Regions from separate parts of the Ovis aries genome. Here region 2 is linked to region 1. The links are chromatin contacts, called in public Hi-C maps. All regions are on one chromosome and are shown on one strand. The core of a region is the stretch at or near the end of the contact, and the rest is flanking DNA. Distances in the headings are between cores, read along the strand shown. Region 1 has its middle 95 kb from the start of TRIL. Region 2 overlaps CREB5 (cAMP responsive element binding protein 5).

Evidence for each region. Hi-C and Micro-C count contacts between places; a contact is called where the count stands out from the background.
Region 2: a contact with region 1 is called in a Hi-C map of tail adipose tissue, with 2.7 times the contacts expected there. The contact joins two enhancer-like sites. A contact is called at or near these places in 3 of 16 Hi-C or Micro-C datasets (hypothalamus, skin fibroblasts and tail adipose tissue).

Annotation. Positions count from the first base shown.
Region 1 is chr4:68,847,545-68,854,720 of ARS-UI_Ramb_v3.0, forward strand. No RefSeq gene overlaps it. Among named protein-coding and RNA genes, the nearest start is that of TRIL, 95 kb to the left of the region's middle. Within about 2 kb of position 2,452, at least 2 of the 54 cell types and tissues checked have an H3K27ac peak or open chromatin away from gene starts, as enhancers often do. A contact at or near this core is called in tail adipose tissue, where this site is marked.
Region 2 is chr4:69,057,627-69,064,802 of ARS-UI_Ramb_v3.0, forward strand. All of the region lies in intron 4 of CREB5 (cAMP responsive element binding protein 5), which reads right to left. Among named protein-coding and RNA genes, the nearest start is that of CREB5, 250 kb to the right of the region's middle. Within about 2 kb of position 2,730, at least 2 of the 54 cell types and tissues checked have an H3K27ac peak or open chromatin away from gene starts, as enhancers often do. A contact at or near this core is called in tail adipose tissue, where this site is marked.

The sequences.
Region 1 (7,176 bases), core at 1,202-3,701:
TTTAAAAAAAAAAAAAAAAACACCCTTTTCGCAGTGTTACATCCAAATGAGTTTGACAGAATGGCTGTTCATAACTTCCATTTATAAGGAACAGCCTTATTTGCATGTAAGGAATGTACTGTGAGTACATTACATTAATGCAGTATGTAATAAAATAATAAAGCCCTTTTGTTGAGCACCTACAATGTCTTGTACCGCACAGAATGGCCTTACCTAAGAATTAAGAAGGATGTGGTTTGTCTCCTGGAAAGCACAATCCAAATGGCTCTTTTAAGAAAGTTAAAGAATTACTTGTTGTTTAATGTCTTTCTTAATAAAAAACTTTCAAAAGATAACTTCCACTCAGTTCCAAAACACTTTTTACAAATTCTGAATCTGTGGAATCTAAATTAATAAAATGTTTTATAATAATTCCCCAAACTGTTTAGGTTGAGAATTTTAAAATACCCTGGATATATGGTCTGTTCACTGCTTCTTGCCAGCCTTATGTCTTGAATCTGTTTTTATCACCTATAGATTTGTCTTCCCTGCCTTTCCCTGCAGAAGTGTCTGAGGGCAGACACCTTCCTAGCCAGCCCAGACTCTTCAGTGTTGAATGACAGAATGAGCTAATACAGTGTAGAAATGTGTTAAGAATCCACGTTTTAAGGAAACATTTTAATTGAAAATATCGTTTTTACTACAAAGTAATAGATATTCTGAGTTAAAATAAAGTCATACCATAAATAAAAGTGTAAAGAAGAGAATAAATAACTCTGATCATTCCACCCAAAACTCAGGAATAAGAGTTGCTACCTAGACATTTAACAGTCTTTTGACATATGTTTGTCCAGACATTTTTCTGTGGGTCTACACATCTCTTTAAATCATCAAAATATGCATTATGTTATACAATCTAATCTGCTTTTTCACTTAACAATGTATCATGAGCATTCTTTGCTATGGACAAGAACAGAAATCATTGCCATTTTAAAAGGCTTTTAAGCATTACACCATATAAATATATTAAAAGGAATTCAATGAACTTTTCATAATTAACAATTTATGTTGTTTTCAGGTCTTTTTTTTTTTTGGTATGAAATACAATTTAAAAACAGTGACTTTGTGCTTTATCTCTCCCCAGAAGGGACAGTTTGAAAAACCCCATGTGAACAATCAAGAGGCTTTTTGTAGCCGCATCATTATTCCGTGTAGGTTCCTAGATTATTCCAAGGATCTTCTCCTGAAGGTCTATAGTTCTTAAGTAAATTCAATTTCTTTAATATTTGGAGTGTCGAGAAAAGAAATCATGGAGTGCATGAGCTCTGCTAGCCTTCCTCATTAGTCTGGGGATCAATCTGCCTGTACACAGAGCAGCACACTCAGCAAGCTTTTCCCAAAGGATCAGAAAATACTGACAATTTAAGATTCCAGTGAAACCACGTAGTGATATAAGAAAAAAATCTATTTCTAAAATCTATTTCCTTTTTATCCAGGCAGGCAGCACTGATGGAGTTTAAGGAAAGTAAAAAATAAAAAAACAAACACCTGTTTTTTATTTATAAATGACGCATGATGGATATAAAGGACTTTTCGAAAGAGCCGATGTTTTATAAATGTCCAAGTCACACAATGATTGTTTAAAAAAATCAAGAAAGCTAAAAGAAAACTGGATGACTAGAACATTTCACTAATTGCCTTTATTTTTTATCTCATCCCACAGAGCTGTGGAGGAATAACAGAACTGCCTTCCTCTGCTCTCCCCTTTCTGCTCATTTCCTGTCACAGGAGATGTGAGTTTTCAGTGGTGGTCTCTGTAGCCATTCACCTATGGCTGCTTGATCAGAATCCTGACATTATCTACCAATCTATGAAGCAAAAGGCATCCAAGACCCACTCCCTAGGGTGGGTGATGGTGTGCCAAGAAGAAACACCATCATAAGGGAAACGATAATCTCTCATCAGAGCTCTGTTTGCTTGTGTGCAGAAAATGCTAGAAAGAATAAGATGTTTCTAAGTGCCCCTGATTGATTGTAAATTCTGATTCTGTTATGGAATTTTCTTATTTCTTTGATATGCAGTGGTAGGATGGATTAAAACTGCTGTCCATAAGTGAAGCTCCAGACTTCAGTGGGACGGGTAAGCAGGCTGATTCTCCCTGCCTCATCGCTTCTGCCTCTGTCACCCCACTGAGGACCTGCCTGGTGTGTCAGGCCACAGTTGGCTTGCCATCATAAGCATGATGACTCCAGCCCAGGGTTGCCTGAATAACATCTTTCTCTGTCATATTTTGATAGTTCCCTACTGTTTTTCTAACACAGATGAGGAAGGGTGAGCCTCTGAGGGGAAGTTACTGTTTCTTTCCTGAGATGCTCAGTGAGGACGATGAATGTGGGCCAGGGTGGGGCGAGGACCCGGCTGAAATCTTGGCGAGAACCTGCGAGGGGACCCCACCTACAAGCTGACGGAACACAAGGTCCTGGTCCAAGCTGTTCTGCACATGTAAGCCGTTGCCTCCCAGTTCCAGCTGATCTGGCTTTAGTGGATGAAATGGCATCTTTCCCTTAGGAACCTCTGTTCCTGAAATTTCACTCAAGAGATCTGCTGCTTGTGATAACAGTGTGTCAGATAAGACAGCTTTTTACATCCAGTCCTTGGGTGACCTCTGATTCGGGAGACTATTCAGGAGTCCTGTCTTTGGTGAGAGCAGGCTCCTAGGAGGGCAGGGTGCCCTCCTTGTTTGTGGTGACCACTCGTGTCCCCCACAGAACATGGTGACTTGTGTGGGCAGCCCAGCCCCCTGGCCTGAGGGCCTGAGGGGAAGTGCTGGTGTGCGTGGTGGGGCTGCCGATGTGCTTATTTATTATTTCACTGAGTTATTGCTGAGTGACAAGGGCTCCTTGGGTCCTAGCAGGCTGGCATCCGTGGAACATATTTTTAACATGAATCGCAAAAGAAATAACAAAAATATGAAATGGCTAATTAGAGAGCCATTTCACAAAGGTCCTGCCTGATGACAAGTTTTTTGGTCAGTCTTGCCATTCGCTAATTTCCAAGTGGAGTGAAATCAGACTCCTTGAATCCAGGACTCAAAGCTGGGGCTAGGGCTGGGGCTGGATGGGGGCAGGGAAAGAAGACAGAAGGCTGAACTATTTGGTCTGTTTTCCCACCCTCCTCGCATTTGGGGTGATTTCATTGCATTTTGAAAAGCTCTGGGGAGCACCTCAGTGTTTGGTGGGAGGTGTGGACCTATAGTCACACAGCAAGTAATTCTAACTTATTCCGCTATTTCTAAGACGAAACGAGTCTCCGCTTAATGTAAAACTCAATGCCCTTAGCTGATTTTTTTCCTCTTTCATATTAACGGTGCATAAAAACTTGTGACTCTTTCCCTGCAGTGCAGTGAAATATTACAGTGTTCTCTGGGAGATTTTAAAAGCCTTCAAAGTAGGTAATCATGCTTCTGGGGTCACATGCGCGATGAATACCCAAGTTGCTATTAATCTGTGTGCAAGTATGCCTTTGGAGTTTATGGCAAAGATGAAAATGAACAAAAAGGGTTTTCTCCATTGTTTGACAGGCTAACACTTAAACAGCTCCTTTATTTCAAGGTTGGGCACTGGAAAGACAATACCCAAGCAGCTTCCACAAAATATCGTTTACACATTAGGAAGGAATGTTACAAATTGCTGTATTATTTGCCGCTGACCTACATAAAGGGAGGAGATCAGTCCCAGAGTGGAATGGAAGCGTACACGAAACAGTAGAGAACACAAAGGGACTTGAGTTTCTCTTTTATCTCGAAATTTATGGGCTCACAAGATGATAACCTAAGTCATGTCAGGATCCTGTTTCCCTGAGCATCATATACCCACCTCAGAACCTCTGTATTTCAGTAAGTGATCCCCAAACCTAGTGGCTTAAACCAACCATTTTATTTTGCTCCACAGTTTTGTGAGTTAGCATTCAGGAAAGTATTGGCTGGGCCATTCATCTCTGATCTACGTGAAGTCAGCTGGGGCAGCTGGGGCAGCTGGGGCTGAAGGATCTTTCCCAAGATGGCGTCTTCACTCATGGGCCTGGAACCCTGGGCTTCCCCCACCCCTCCTTCTCCTCTATCTTCTTTTTCCTCTCTCTTTCTCTTTTTCTCTCCCTCTTTCTCTTTCCTCTGACCTCTTATCGTCTAGGGTCTCTCCAACTGGATGTGGCTTGACCTTTTCATGATGTGGTGGGCTCCTCAAGAGTCACACTTCTTACAAGGGGGTTGGCTTTCAAAAGGTAAGATGTGAAAGAAACCAAGCCAGTGAAGGCCTGCACTTGGAACAACCTCAGGTTATTTCAGTGTTCTGCTGGTGAAAGCAGTCCCAGGGCTTATCTGCATTCAAGGACTGTAGATACAGACACCTCCTCTTGAGTAGAGATGACCAAGATTAGCAATTAGAGATGACGGTGCAGAGGTGTGTGTGGAATAGGACACACTGCTGTCACTTTTAGAAACTATGATCGGTCACAGGTGTGTGTGTGTGTGTGTGCATGTGTTTGCTCAGTAACTCAGTTGTGCCCAACTCTTTGAGACCCCATGGACTGTAGCCCACCAGGCTCCTCTGCCCATGGAATTTTCCAGGCATGAGTACTGAAGTGGGGTGCCATTTCCTATTCCAGGGGATCTCCCCACCCCAGGAATCAAACCTGTGTCTCTTGCATCTCCTGCATTGGCAGGCAGATTCTTTACCATCTGAGCCACCAGTGAAGCCCCATAATCTGTCATAGTGGAAAACAAAAGCCTAAAGCTATGCTCCAGAAACTTTTTTTGTTGGAACTTCAATGATTGTTCACACACTTTTGTGTTACTGATTTTATTCCCTCAGAATGATTAAACAAATATATCTATGATTTTAAACTGAAAAAAAAATAAAGTTTTGTTGCTGTTAAGTCATGATCTATAAAGTCTTCATTTTACATTCCAATAACCAGAGTTCAACTTCTATCATAAATTCTACTGCTTTGGACTCTGCGGCCAAGTGAAGTCTCCATGCAGGTCACCTCTACTCCAGCCTCCCTGCCTGTGTGAAGCCCAGAAGGCAGATTGCCACGCCTCTTAAGGGTGCAGCACTGGGTTCATCTCTAATGTCACCTGTCAGCCTCATCTCCTGCTACCTATCCATCCTCATGGATGGTCTGTGAATTGAGGCACAACCTCCACATTACGATCTCTATGCTTTTAAAATTTTAGCTCAGTTGAATTATGTTGATTGACTTAATAAATGAATAAATGTCACCCTGATTCCAGGAACTTGGGCTTGTAGGTTGACTGAAAGAACCAATAAAAGAAAAACCTGGGGCTATGGCCAAGAAGACTTCTTCCTACTTGGAATCTGGGGTGAACCAAGTCCACACCTTCTTAAACCTCTACCACCACAGATGAGAGAAGCTGAAGAGCTGTGAATAGCAGCTAAATGGTGTATTTATTTCCAGAAAATAGGATTTTAATTAAACACATTCTCTTCAACAGCTCTTACCAATCAAAGGATTAGAACTGTTCTGGTTGCCAAGCACAAACTCTACAGAGGAAATGGCCTGGAAGAAAAATAATTTTCTCCACCTCAAAAATAGGAGTAGGAAAAATATGAAAATAAATATTTTCAGTCTTATATTTAGTAATTTTAAAATTCCATACTCAGCTCTCCAGTGTCTGTTTCTTTCCTTTAGACTGAATGTCATGTTTACTCAGTGGGTTTTAATGTAATTTGGGGGGTGTTTAATCACATTTCTGCAGTTTATCACCTTGGAGGTTTGCTCAGCGTCTAGAATGAAGAGTTTATTTGCTAAATTGAGGAAAATGTAGACAAATGTTTGTATGTGCTCATTGGTAAACAGATTAGGATGTCCAGATCACAAGGGCAAGTTGGTAGTCTGCTCTGAGCAGGGCTCTGCAGCCACATCTGTGGGAATTCAAGAGGGTCAACCCAAGGGGAGACTTAGGAAGCTCTTCCCAACTTGAACAACAATTCGTGGGTTAATCTGGCAAAGATTGTTATACTGAGGCCAGCTGTTGGGTAGGAATCAGAAAATGGCTGATTTGGAAGAAAACCACTCACTGAATCAAAGATATGAAATCATAGTTAGGGTTGAAATGCAAACCTGGGAACCCAATTTGACTGGAAGAAATGTTCCCAACTCCAAGCTGTTTCTGCATGCTGCACGACAGGACAATAAATCTGAGAGATGAGGTGTTGAGGCAAGGAATACAACTTTATTTGGAAAGCCGGCTAACCAAGAATATGGCAGACAAAATCAACCCTGAATAGTCCTTGATGCTGAAGCTGAAGCTTCAATACTTTGGCCATGTGATGTGAAGAGCTGACTCATTGGAAAAGACCTTGATTCTGGGAAAGATTGAGGGCAAGGAGAAGGGGGTGACAGAGAATCAGATGGTTGGACGGCATCATTGACTCGATGAACCTGAGTTTGAGCAGACTCTGGGAGATGGTGAACAATGGGGAAACCTGGTGTGCTGCAATCCATGGGGTCACAAAGAGTGGAACCTGACTGAGCGACTGCACAACAGCGAATGTCTGTAAATAACCGTCTTATCAAGGCCTGGGTGCCAGGTTCTTTTATAGAACTGAGTGGGGGTAGGTGAGGCAGTAAAGTAAAAATGGCCACTAATCTTACAAATATCTCCTAGAATGGCAAGCCTCAGGGAGGGGAGGAACGTGTTAATTTCTTCCTTCCTGTAGCCACCCACAGGTGGACAGGGACAGGAACAAAAGCCTTTTGGTTTAACATTTAGGCAGAGGAGCAGCGTTCCCTGAGGCAGGAAATTATGCTAAGACAGAATCCTTTTAGTGAACCAAGGCAATCTGAAGCAAAGGTTAAAGTGAAAGAAACAGATTCAACATGGAGTCAGTTCTGCCCTGTAACAGAAGGAACACACCCACGTGGACTGGGGTGGAGAGCTCTGCTGGGCTCCTGGAATGGCTCTCCCAACTTGGAGTCAGCGCCCTTCACCAGGGATACAACGAGGAGCTGTGCTGTGCATTTCCATCTCTGTGTGCTTTTCAGGAGCTTGCGAGTTTTATGTTCTTCCTGTGACTAATTTATTAATTGCCTGAGGAAGTTACATGAGAAAAATAAAGGCCATGGGCTGCACATCATTTGACGAGATATTCTGATATATGGATATGAGAGTTGTAG
Region 2 (7,176 bases), core at 1,480-3,979, 210 kb after region 1:
TTGGACCTCAAGATATGGATGGTAGCTGGGCAACCAACCAAGAGATTATGAGGGTTGAAACTTTCAATCTGACCTCCAGACTTCCCTGGAGGATAAAGGAGTTGAAGACTGAACAGTTGCCAGTTGCCAATTGCCAATGACAATCATGCCTATAGAAGGAGGCTTCCAAGGAAACCCAAAAGGACAGGTTTCAGAGAGCTGCTGGATTGGAGGTTTGGAGAGAGTGGCATACCTGGAGAGGGTGGGGAAGCTCCAAGCCCCTTCTCACATGCTTGCCTAGTGCATCTCTTCCATCTGGCTGTTCTTGAGTTATATTCTTGTATAATAAGCCAGTGATCTAGTAAGTAAAATGTTTTGCTGAGTTCTGTGAGCCACTCCAGCTAATTAACTGAAGCCAAAGAGGGGATCATGGAGATCTCTGACCCATAGCCAGTCAGTCAGAAGCAGAAAGGATATCCAGGACTAGCAACTGTTGTCTGAAGGGGCTGGAAGGGCTGTCTTGTGGGACTGAACCCTTATCCTGTGGGATCTGACACTATCTTTGTGTAGTGTCAGAACTGAGTTGAATTGTAGGATACCCAGTGGGTGCTGGAGAATTGCTTTGGATGCCTGGCGAGAAATCCTACACTTTGGAATTGACGTGCAGAAATTTTAGAGGCAGATAAAAACCAATAACGCTCTAGCATCTGTATCCTGAAATCCTTCCAACAGAGAAGAAGAACAAATGATCCTCCTCAAGGTACAGTCAGCAGCTCAGGGCTGAAAGGCTTTCACGTCTGCTCATCCCTCTGTTGGTGCTGGGTGGCCGTTGAGACCACGTACTTATTTTGTGACCAGATCGCTGGTTCTAACCCCAGTACAACCATCTACTAGGTGCATAACTTTGGGTAAGTTATTAATGTTTGTACCTGGTTTTCTCTTCTGTAACAAGAAGAAAATAGTCATGTATACCTCCTAGTGTTAACACTCTGCCTGGAATTAAGAGAGGTGTTCAATACAAAAATGTCAAATTAATACTGAAGGAACTTACAGACATATCTGTTCTATGTACAAAAAGTAATTGTCTTGGCTAGCAGGGTGATGAACAAGGTGAAAAGGGGTTAAAAATGTATTTGTGAGATTTCCCTGGCAGCCAGTGGTTTGGAAGACTTCGCCTTCCAAAGCCAGGGGTGCGGATTCAATCCCTGGGTTGGGGAGCTAAGATCCCACATGCCTCGCAGTCAAAAACGCCAAAACATAGAAACAGAAACAGTATTGTAACAGATATAATAAAGACTTTTAATAAGGTCCACATCACAAAATAATTTTTAAAATTTTTTGGAAATTTTTGAGACTTTTTAAAAATTTATTTTTTACTGAAGGTAATTGCTTTACAGAATTTTGCTGTTTTCTCTCAAACCTCAACATGAATCAGCCAGACTTTTAACCACACTATTGTCCTTTTATATGGTAAGCTATACAACCAGGATGATTCCAACCCACACGCCATGCACCAAGCTGCTTTATGCACTGACCATTTTGCTCTACCGCGTGTCCCTGTATCACTCTAGTTTTGAGTGGCTACAATTTTTTCAAACATTTTCAGCTGCTGCACACCCAGCATGATGCCTTAAGATGCAATATGTCAGGTGAAAATGAAAAACACATGTTTTTTCAGCACTTGGTTTCAAGTGTTATTGGGTTTCCAAAAAACACAGACTTGAGAATCAGGATTTCAAACAGACTATACTGAAATGTAGATATTCAATTGTTCCCGAAGTTGCTGTTAGGAATAGGTAATTAATCAGCTGGTATTAGAAGTGAGCAACATTTCAGAGAAGAGATACATGGATTTGGTGTTATGTCAAATGAGTAGTTCTTAGTCTTATCGGTAGAAATCCAGGAAAACATAATTGCCTCCATAGAAGTGATATTTTCTAACATTTAAGCTGTCCAATTAGCCATCACAGGAGGAAGGTGCTGTAGGAGCTAGTAAGTTCAGGGCCTCATAGAATGGCTTGGGCAGAAGCTAGGCAGCTACCTCTAAGGGCTGCTTGGAAGTTATCTATTGAATGGACAGCTTGGACTAGGAGACCTCTGAGGATCCTATCAACCTTGGAAGTTCACATTTTCTAAATGTGACACAGAAATACATCTTTCTAAATCTATGTTCCTTAATTCAGCATCGGTCAAAGTTCTATGTTTATAGAAACATAACCAATACTGATGGTATTCTCTGATGGTAGAGTCAACTCAACTTGGCAAAGAGCTTTTACATGTTAATGATGTCTCTGATAAACAAAAATTAATTTTCAAAATGTATTAGATATCATATTCCTTATACAAAGCTGAGATAAGCTGTCAGAACAACTGAATCAGGAAGGTTCAAAGCTTTGGGAAGACTTGAGACACCAAAGAGGTAAAGGAGAGTGTCGTGGCCCTCTGTGTCGGGGTCATGACTGACTCTGAAAGGCCAGTGAGTTTTCTGAAAGCAGCACAGATCGTTCAAACCCTGACTGTCCCACTATCTTCTGGAGCAAAGAAACTCTCCACTTTGCAGCTGCCTGCTCAACAGCGAATACAGAGTTGTTTGCTGGCTGTCCCAGAGCCTCTCTGATCTGTCTATCGAGGCCAGAAAGAAGAATTCAGGGGCCAGCAAAAGCTGAGCAGCTTGGCTGACCTGTACACCGGGTGCATGATTCCAGAACAACTCTCTGAGGGAAGGGAGGAGATGGAAGGAGAATGGGGCAATAAATTAGTCATTTGGATTTCCCTATAGGGCCTGCCTCCATGTGTCCATCCTCACACTCTCTCTCTTAACATAGTCCAGTGGATTAATACTAACAATCTAAGTGATGTTGAGTGCTTAGCTTACTATGTGCTAAACACTTTTCTAAGGATTTTGCATGTATTATCTCATTCAATCTCCACAACAATCTGTAAATATTTTTATGATGTCAATTTTCAGAGAAGTAAAGTGAATTATCATCTAGCCTCAAATCACACAGCAAGTGGCGAATCCACCATTTAAATAGATACCCTCATTTGGAAGTCTAGGCTCTTAACTATTATCAACTAGGTAAGTGGGAAAAAAGTTCAAGCAGGTAGATCAAAATTTTGGAATAAATTCTGTTATTTAATTTGTAAACAATCCTGTAAGGCAAGCATCAGTAGATCTTGCCTTTTTATATATGATTTTATATATGAGGAATCAGATTCATCTCCAATGTCATACAGTAACAGTAACCCCTGCATTATGTACTAAGCCACGGACAAATTTTGATTTCTTGAACACCCAGAATGACCAGGCACTAACATGAAAATGACTTCTGGTGGTTGTGCTGGTTTGTTTTGGTGCTGAAGAGATGCTGAAACATCTCAGCCATGGAACACTTGGGCCTATTGTAAAGGATGTAGCCAGAGATGCCTAGGGTTCGGGGGACACTTTGGCATGAACTTCATCCTTTCCCTTTAATCTGGGGATGACCATGCTGTAGAGCAAAAACTCCCTTTTCACATGTTAGCAGGTAGGTTAAAACAGACAGGAACTGGTTAAAACAACAGGAACAATTGTCCATTTAAATGAGTTGAGTATATTTCTGAGCCAAGGCCTTTCAGGGCCTTGGTATTCAAATTTAAGCCAAAAGATTAATTTAGTCCAATGTTTCTCAACCATGACCTCATTAAAAAAAAAGAATAGAAAAGCTGATGCCTGGGGCTCCACCCCAGAAGAAATGATTCAAACATTCTGGGGGTGGAGTCCATGTACTGGTACTTTTTAAAAGTGAGAGTCCCAGGTAGCCAGCGGTGAGCCACACTTTAAGGAACCAGGTGCTATCTCATCTAAAACTGAAGCTCAAGTTGATGCGACAGTTCAAGGAGATCTTACCTTTTTCTCCTTGGAATATTGATTATCAGAAACTCCAAACAGAAGGGAAAACTGTGATGGAGATCTGGGGAAGAAAGTGCCCAGCAGCCACGGCTGAAGACAGGGAAAGATTATCAGAATCACAATGCTAATTATGGAAAACCAGACTCCCTGGCAGAAGGCCAGGGGCGTGGCAGAATGCATAGGGGTGGAGGGCAGGAGAAATTTTAGGAAATTAGAAATTTTAATAACTTTGGCTGTCAAGGGTTGCAGTTAGATACTGAACTGTTTCTACCTTATTGCAAGCCTTGAGAGCAAAAACAGATCAGAAAAGAAACTCCTGTAGCGCATTCTAGCTGCTTTTCTTTTCTCAAGCTCAAGAACAAAAAGAAAATGAAGCATTTCCAGGGTTGTTTTCTGATGAAGGGCCCCCATAGGCACCCTTTCTGAACACCAGGGGGAGTAACACATAGTCGACCTCCTTTACCAGGCCTTTCAATACAGCATGAGAAAGAACAAATTCTTGCTTATTGTTTAGATCCCTGCCTAAATAAGCTCTTCCTTCTCTCTCTGGCTAAAGATAACAATCCATTTGTATTCATTTAAGAGAGTAAGTAAATGTTCTTTAAAAATAATAAAGTGGATTGGATCACCCCATAGTTGAAGTCACACAAAAGGAGCAGAGTAAAGGCCCGATCCCCCTTGGGTTTGAATCCCAGAAACAGCACTTAGTAGCTGTGTCACCAAGGGCAAGTTTCTTAATTTCTCATGCCTCAATTTTCCTGTTTGTAAAATGGGCACGTCATAGGATGGTTATGAGAGCCAATGAATACAGATAAGCTTGAAACAAAGCCTGGCGTATAGTAAGTCATCAATCAGTATTAGCTAGTGCTTGTACCAAGGAGACCACCAGAAGATTTTAATTTTAGATTTAAATTCTTCCATACTTCAACAATCCCAAGTACTTTATATTAAAAATCATTCAACTCAAAAATGGTAAAGCCACTGGAGCCTTTGAAAGAAAGTGATATTTAAAGATAGAACTGAGTATCATTTTTTTTAATTAAAAAAAAAATTTTTTTGAGTGTCATTTTTCATATACATCAAAGATCACTTATTCTAGTAATCCATGATAAGAATATACAGAAAATACTGACTTAGTACTATCATAAAATGGCCAATACAAATTTTAAATATACAAAAATGCACCCACAAAGGATGAACTAATAAAGTGAGTGTGCCATAATGAAGAAACACAATGATCTGTTAGAATATCAGGATCGTAAAATTTCCTCAGAGGATGTGAGAAATTAGGTGAAGAAAAGGAGCATATGGTACTTATGGACAAGTTATATGCATTTTTAGTCTAACAACCGTCCAAAAGACTCTAGCAGTAGTTATTTCACTAAAATGCATGTACTTTAATCATCCACAAAATTGTTTTGATTGTAATAGATGGTCCTCTACAAAGCGACGTCATTTTAACAGAATGAGCAGCCAGTAAGAAAGCTCTGGGTTGGGTTTTCCCCCACGAGAACTGATGGCACCTTTACCACGGATGGAGGCCGTGGAATAAACACGGCTGTTCCAAACATTCCTGACAATGACGGAGAACTCGGCTTGCATGTTTTTTCATACTAGTGCACATAACTTTTTTCCCCAGTGGATCTTCAGCGAGGCAAGGCAGTTGCCTGGGTTGTATGGAATTCAGCAAACAGAAATGCATGACCAGTGACCACACACTTGCATCTGGATAAGGTTTTGGCTGACTGTGCTTTGGGATTTTAACGCTAGCCACTAACAAGGATCCCCTTCTTTTTGACTATATAAGTCAACTCTGAGAGGCACAGGGTAGAGTGAATTTTTTAGTAGCTTCTTCCATGTCTACCAAGCACTGAGACTGTAGGTGGCAGAGACTGACTCTTCTCATCTGTACTGCTTGCTGTTGGAGAGACCAGAGCCTGGCAAGAAATCAGAATGATGGGGGAGAGGACTGACTTCAAGAGTGAAGTGGAACTCACTCTTTTTAGCATCCTAGTAACATGTGTGGGGAAAATGGATACGGATATCTGACAGAATGACCCAGAGGTCAAAAACATGGTCTCAACCTGGGCTTGAATCCAGCTCCACATCTACCAGACCTGTAACTTGGATTCATTTATTTAACCTCATTCATAACCTCCTTAAGCTGTATTTCCTCATTCTGTAAGTTGGGGTGATAGTAGCCTCTTCCTTACAAGGTGGTCATGGGAATGAAAAAAGATGATGCTTACAAAATGCTTCATCTTGTAGTGTATTTTAAAATCCTCCCCACCTCCTCTGAGGTAGATATTATTGTACTCATTTGCTGATGGGAAATTGAGGCTCAGAGACATTCTATAACTGGCCCCACAAGCACCCAGCAGGTAAGTGAAGGAAGCTAGACACGAGCCCAGGATTGCTCTACAGCTGATGCTCATCACCACTGCTCTATGCACTCATTGGCCTGCATGGCAAACTCCCAAAAAGACCAGGCTCATAGGTTCTCAGCCCCAGTGAGACAGCCCTTCCTTTTAGAGGAAATAAATAACATTAAGAACAGTTCAGTGATCAGAATGAACAAACTTAAACTAAACTCAAGGGTGGAAGGTGAGTATAAGAAATCAGTTCTAAAGATTCTTTGCCTAGCAGTTTTTCCTCTGTTGGTTCATATCCCCAGCAAGGAAGAGTAAAGGGTAAATTAAGGAAAATGTTCAATTCAGATACTAAAATAACAAGAGTATTGACAGGGGTGCGGCAGAAGTAGAAGGGTAGAGATGGAGCCAGGCAGACCCTCTTTTTCTTTTTTTCCCCAAAGCCTGTTAGTTTCTAAAAATGTTGGTTGAATGTGATATAAAAGCCAAACTTTTTGAAATACAAACAAATGTAATGTTTCTAGACCTATTGTTATTCATTAATTGTTCATTAACTACCATTAAATACCTTATCCATAAATAACATGTCTTAACCAAACCAGAGGACAATTAGCTTTTTCAACTGTCAGCAGAAAATTATGATAGCAGACACTTTTTCAAGTGTCCATGAACTCCCAGTTGGTCTTTCTTGCTTCTGCCATTGGCCTCATATACACACATTCAAAAACTCAGAAGAGAAATGTAAAATAAATGAATTACTAAATCCTTGCTTCTTCTTTGGCTTCAGAATTTATACAAATTAGACCTGTAGAGCATAAAGGTTTTACTTATTTCACTGGCTTTAATATTCAGCTTGCATGTATTCACTGGTCTGTGTAATTGAGATTGCTTTACCCATTTGTGCGATTTTAATACTATATGGTTTAGACTGCATAC